Regions from separate parts of the Capra hircus genome. Here region 2 is linked to region 1. The links are chromatin contacts, called in public Hi-C maps. All regions are on one chromosome and are shown on one strand. Each heading gives the region's core, a stretch centred on a gene start, on an enhancer-like site or on the middle of the called end of the contact. The rest is flanking DNA. Distances are from core to core; before and after follow the strand shown. Region 1 holds the start of CBX6 (chromobox protein homolog 6). Region 2 has its middle 61 kb from the start of CBX7.

What was found. Hi-C and Micro-C count contacts between places; a contact is called where the count stands out from the background.
Region 2: a contact with region 1 is called in a Hi-C map of blood, with 3 times the contacts expected there. The contact joins the enhancer-like site here to the promoter of CBX6 in region 1. A contact is called at or near these places in 2 of 5 Hi-C or Micro-C datasets (blood and liver).

What each region holds. Positions count from the first base shown.
Region 1 is chr5:109,395,027-109,398,021 of ARS1.2, forward strand. It overlaps CBX6 (chromobox protein homolog 6), which reads right to left and starts at 1,532. Exons shown (of 5, transcript XM_018048780.1): 1 at 1,355-1,532; 2 at 1,132-1,175; 3 at 908-973; 4 at 698-764. The coding sequence starts at 1,423.
Region 2 is chr5:109,472,534-109,475,528 of ARS1.2, forward strand. No RefSeq gene overlaps it. Among named protein-coding and RNA genes, the nearest start is that of CBX7, 61 kb to the right of the region's middle. Within about 2 kb of position 1,393, at least 1 of the 5 cell types and tissues checked has an H3K27ac peak or open chromatin away from gene starts, as enhancers often do.

The sequences.
Region 1 (2,995 bases), core at 282-2,781:
TCTCCCTCCCTTGCCAAGGCCAACGTGCCATGCTTTTACTTTCTCCCCCTCCATCCTCATTAGAACCTCCAGACACAGCCAGAAGTGGGGATAACTGAAAACCAGTAGCCCAGCCTGGGTGACAAAACTCAAAGTGAAGTGACTTAAGGTCAAATTTAAGTTCGATCCTCCTGTCGGAAGGGAAGGCATGCAGAATAAATCCTGAGAGAGGCAAGCTGGAGACAGGGAGGCAGCCTCCCACCCCAAAAAGCCTCTCCCTGTTCCGCACCATGAGGGAGATCACGTTCACTCCTGCTCTGGACATGAATTCCAGGTAGAGCCCCACCAGCTCAAGGCTGGGGGAGAGCAGAGCTCTCAAGTGCAGAGGCCACCTCCCTGCCACCCCCGCAGGTGGACGGCCCCCACCTGCCTCATCCACCCTCTTCCTGCTGGCCTCCCCAGACCCTGGTTTTGTGAGCAAGGATCATCCTCCCTCCTCGTCCCCATTCCCAGGCCCCTCTTGCTGAGAAGCTGGAGATGGCCAGGGCCGCCTGCCAGGGGCTCGTCGGGGTCTCACAACCACCCCCTGCCCAGCAGGGGCCCCCTCTCGAAAGGCCCGCCCGCGAGGGCGGCCGCGGATCTGTCCCTCCCCTGCAGGCCCCGTGTTGCGCCCGGGCTAGGGGCCCGAGAGGGGGCTGTTGGGGCTGGGCCAGGTTACCTTCAGGAGGAAAGTTTTGGGTTTGGGTCCCCTCTTCTTGGGTCCATACAGCTCACGCTCCCGCTCCCTGCGGCAGAGAAACACCCGAGGTTAAAAACGAGCCCCTTCCCGGGCCCCACTCCGTGCTGCCTTCCCCGGCCCTCCCGCTTCCCCGCGCGGCGCCCCAGCCGAGCCTCGGCCCCGCCGCCCCTGCCAGCTTCCCAAACTCACTTCTGTTCGAAGGCTGCAATGAGCCGCGAGTCTAGGATGTTCTCTTCGGGCTCCCAAGTGCTGTACCTGCCGAGTTACACATGCACAAAATAAAAAACAAAACGAGAGAAGCAGAGGCACATGCGAGGGAGCAAATGTGCGCACCCCCCAAGGTAAAAAAAAAAAAAGGCCCCGATGTCCGCTGCCTCCCTTCCCCCCTCGCTCCTGGATCCCGTGACACTCACTTGATGGCCCACCCCTTCCATTTCACCAGGTACTCAATGCGTCCCTGAAAAAGAGAAGGAAAAAAAGGGGAGAGTGGGGGTGGGGAAGATGCGGGGACGCGAGGAGGCGACGGCGCGGGGGTGGGCGAGAGAGCCCAGGTTAGCGGGACCGCTTCGCCTAGCTGGCCCACAGACTCGGACCTCGGCTGCGGGGCGAGGCGTCCCGCCCTGGGAGGCGGCTCACCTTTCGGATCCGCCGTTTGATGATAGATTCGGCCGCGAAGACCCGCTCGCCCACTGCAGACAGCTCCATCTTGCTCAGCGGCACCCACAGCCCATAATACTCCCTGCTCCCGCGGCCGGTGCTGCACCGCTCGCGCACGCGCCGCAGCGCTCAGGCTCGGCGGGCGGGCGCGCGGCAGGGCGCGCGCTCGCGTTCCAGCTGCGGGCCGTCACGTGACCCTCCGGGCTGGTGCGCCGTTGCCAGGACCTCCTCCTCCCCCGGGGCGGTTGCTAGGGAAAGTGAGCGCACGCGGGACCGGGGCGCGCGCTGGCTCTTAAAGGGGCCTAGCCTGGCTCGGGGAGCCGCGGCCCCGAAGCCTGGGAAGGAGATGCTTGGCCTGCGGGAAGCCTGGTTGTGGACAGTGCAATCTTACAAACACTTTCTCATTCTCCCCTCCATCTTCCTGGCCCCCGACCGCTGACTACCTCTCCCTCTTAACCCTCCCTTACAAGTCACTCCTGGGCCCTGGGCGGTGAAGGGGGGTGGAATTTCTACAGCCGCTGCTCAGCTTCCCAGCAGAAGTTTGCAAACAGTTAAATATGATACAGCAGAAATGCATTTGCTGTTGCCTTGCCAGGCCCTGCGGGAATTTCTTTAAAACACTGCTCCCCCCGCCCTTATCCATTATTTATGTATTCGTGGGAGTGTGGTTTTGTAACCAGTTCAGATGAATTAAAACAAAAACGCCACCGCAGGAAAGGGTGGGGGGAGACGGTGAATGGGGCCGAGGAAGGTCGGGGTGATCCCTTGGATTTGTTTTCGGCCGGGGTCTTGGGCGGGCACCTGCCTTCACCAGGAGGGAGGTCGGGTGAAGACGCAGCGAGCAAGATGTGGCGGTGGTTGGGGGCGGGGGGGGGGGGCGGTCCAGGGAGGAGAGGCCGCGGGGTGACTACAGGCTTCCTACATACCAGATTGGGCCCGAAGCGGGTCATCCTTGGGTCACTCGGCAAAAGCCGCCCTCGCGGTCAGGTCTCTGTTTTCTGATTCCCAGGCCCCCTGGCCGCGTCATCCTTCTGCCGCCTACAGTTCCTCTAATGGTTCCGCCATTGCTAACGGGGAGACCACAGCCCAGCTTCCTATTTGGGGAGGGAAAGGGAGACTTCGGCTGTCCTGGAGAGGGCACAGAGTACCCCTGCCACACAAACCGCGCCATTTCATTTTATTTTGAATTATTTAAACTTTATTTTTAAAAAAGAACACCAACAGCCTTGTTCTTGCAATATTTTTTAAGTAAGAAAAGAAAAGAAACTGTCTATAATATCCATCCAACCGTTAACCTCTTCATGGATCTTCTTCGAGCCTCTGTCCTATGTCTAATAAACACACGTACCTATGCTCCTTTGTACGTTATATATATATGTAGTAAATGGCAACCCACTCCAGTATTCTTGCCTGGAGAATCCCATGGACAGAGGAGCTTGGTAGGCTACAGTCCACGGGGTCACAAAGACTGAGGACTTCACTTTCACTTTCATAGATGTGTATTTAAATATTTTCTTTTCAGCAGAATGGGATCTCATTGTTCACACTAGCTGGAATCCACTTTTCTCCCTAAATGATATAAAGTGGACCGTTTTTGGTGTCACTGAGTACAAATTTCCC
Region 2 (2,995 bases), core at 143-2,642, 77 kb after region 1:
GCCTCAGTCCTTCCAGTGAATATTCAGGGTTGATTGACTGGTTTGATCTCCTTGCAGTCCAAGGGACTTTCAGGAGTCTTCTCCAGCACCACAGTCCGAAGGCATCAATTCTTTGGCGATCTGCCTTCTTTATGGTCCAACTCTCATAACCATACATGACCACAGGGAAGACCATAGCCTTGACTACACGGACCTTTGTCAACAGAGTGATGTCTCTGCTTTTCAGCACACTGTCTAGGTTTGTCATAGCTTTCCTTCCAAGAGGCAAACCGTCTTCTGATTTCATGGCTGCAGTCACCGTCTGCAGTGATTTTTGGAGCCCAAGAAAAAAAATTTCTCACAATTTTCACCTTTTCCCTTTCTATTTGCCATGAAGTAATGGAGCCAGATGCCATGATCTTAGCTTTTGCAATGTTTAATCTTAAGCTGGCTCTTTGACTCTCCTCCTTCACCCTCAACAAGAGGCTGTTTAGTTCCTCTTCGCTTTCTGCCATTAGAGTGGTGTCATCCGCACATCTGAGGCTGTTGATGTTTTCTCCTGCCTATCTTGATTCTGGCTTGTAACTCATCCAGCCCGGTATTTCTCATGATGTGCTCTGCAGATGAAACAAACAAGGTGAGAGCAGACAGTCCTGTCGTACTCCTTTCTCAGTCTTGAACCAATCAGTATGTGATGTGTGGGATTGTAAGGAAATTTCTAATTACGGTGTGACATACAGTTTCCCCAGATGAATGCCCCAGGTAGATCATAAAAGAAAAGTCCAGCCGCCTTGGGGGCCCCCCTCTGTCCCATCTTACTCCCTCTCCTTGTCTCCCCAAGGATAAGCACTCTCCTGATTTCTAACACAAGTTAGTTCATCTTTTTTTGCTGTCTGTTTTTTGTTCCAAACTAGTTTAAGAGTTCCACTTTCACTCCTCAATAGATTTTTATGTATTTCCTATATGCTCCTTCACTCATTATTTCATCTAGTTCTGAAGGGTTATTGAGCATCATCTTGATCAGCCAACCATCTTCACACCCAGATCTGTTAGTCCTGGATTTTCTGCTAGAGTTTCATTCATTTCAGTTACTTCTCCTGCGAGAGGAGATCAGAGTTCACTAGCAGCTTTCACACTTGTCAAAGCACTGAATTCCTCTTGTTTGTCCAATTCCAATTTGGTCTCAACTTTGTAAGCAGACTACAGTAATAATAATTTAAAAAAAAACTCTCAAAGCTTCCTGTGCAAAATTGCGGATTCCCCCTGTTCCAACACCGTTTTCAGTTGTTACCCATTCATGCTTGTCGTGAATGTACACACCCAACAGCAGAGAGGGGCCTCACAGCGGCCGCCCGTCGCCCCCAAGGCCGCGGTGGGCTGGGCGCCTTGAGCGCAGATGACGCCCAGGCTGCAGACCCCGGCCTGCAAGCTCCGCGCCGCTCACAGCGCCATCTGTTGGCGTTATTCAGTAGCTAAGCCACGTCCGACCCTTTGCGACCCCCGTAGACAGCAGCACGCCAGGCTTCCCTGTCCTTCACTATCTAGCTCGCCTTCTTTCCGTGCTTTGTATAAACACACTCCTCCCAGAACCTATGGAGTCTGGCTTCTGTCACTCACTTATGTTTGAGGTTCATCCATTCTGCTTACCATCAGTTCTCACTGCTGGAGAGAATCCCATCCGGTTCTTCATCATCTATGCGGTTGATGGACATTGGCTAGGGGCACAGTGACCGTGGCAGAGCTTGGGAGACCATGAGGAGCCCGAGGGGAACAGAGAATGCGCGAGCCCTGAGGGGAAAGAACACAGTCCTGATGAATCTGGGCTCGGGCATTCTCTGTTCCCCTCGGGCCCCTCATTGCTCAGGCGTCTGTACAACCAATCCCATCCATCCTTTCCAATCCTATATGGGGATAAGCGCTCATATTGGTCCTAATTTGTATTTTCCTGGTGTTACTGAAGCAAACTTGGGTCCATGAACCCACAGTCAGTGAAGGCAGTCTACTGAGACCCGGTCGTGATGAAGGAAAGGGCAGAGCTTATCGCAGATGCCAAGCAAGGAGTCCAGACAGCCAGTGCTCAAAACACTCCAACTCTCCGATGACCTTCAGATAAAAAATTTTCAGAGACACGGTGAGGGAGGGCATCACGCAGTGCGTGATCAGCTCGTGGACATTCTTCTGAATGGTGGGTGGTGAGGTAACTGGGAATCAACATCATTGACCTTCTGGTTCCAGTTGATCTGGGGTCTACATGCTCGTGGGCAACATACAGTTAACTTCTTCCACTTGCTGGGGGTTTCAGTATCTGCAAAACAGCGCAGAGGACATGGCTCAGAATATTACCCATAGCCCTCGGGGAGATGCTAAATGCCCCTGATTTTGTTTAATGGCTAAACTATTATATTATTTTGTCTTGCTTGACTGTTGTCCATTGTTTCTGCATTTTCTCACTTCTTCAATTAAATTTATTCTTTGGAACTCAGGAAGACCTAGGAGGCTAAAGATTTTCTACAGACAAGAAAGAGGTGGGTGGAAGACACGGGGTGGGGTCTGGGGGAGCCTGCTTGGTTACACTAAGGAAAGATGAAAACAATGTGTTTGTTTACTCTCTTGAAGGGAAATCCTGTCCCTCTCACTCTTTCTTCCTGTAAAATTTGACTTGACCAGCTTGCTACTGGCTTTCCTATTACAGATGAAGTTCCATGACCTTGCTCGAAGATATTTGCTAATCTTCCTAAACACAGAATAATGTAAGACAGAGATGAGGGTCCCCTCGCTCCACAGCAGTTATAAGAGACCTTGCTATGTCATAGAAGTAGTTCTAAGCACCAGTTCAATGACTCTGAACATCAGATGGAATCTTCTATTCACGGAGCATCAGTGTTGATTTCGGGGTTGTTGGACTCTTGTGAATGCTGGTAGCTACTACCAAGTAGAACAGGGTAATATTGGGAGTAGCTGGAGTCAGCTGCCTGGGTTCCAACCCTGTCTCCACCACCTGCTGGATTCTAACACT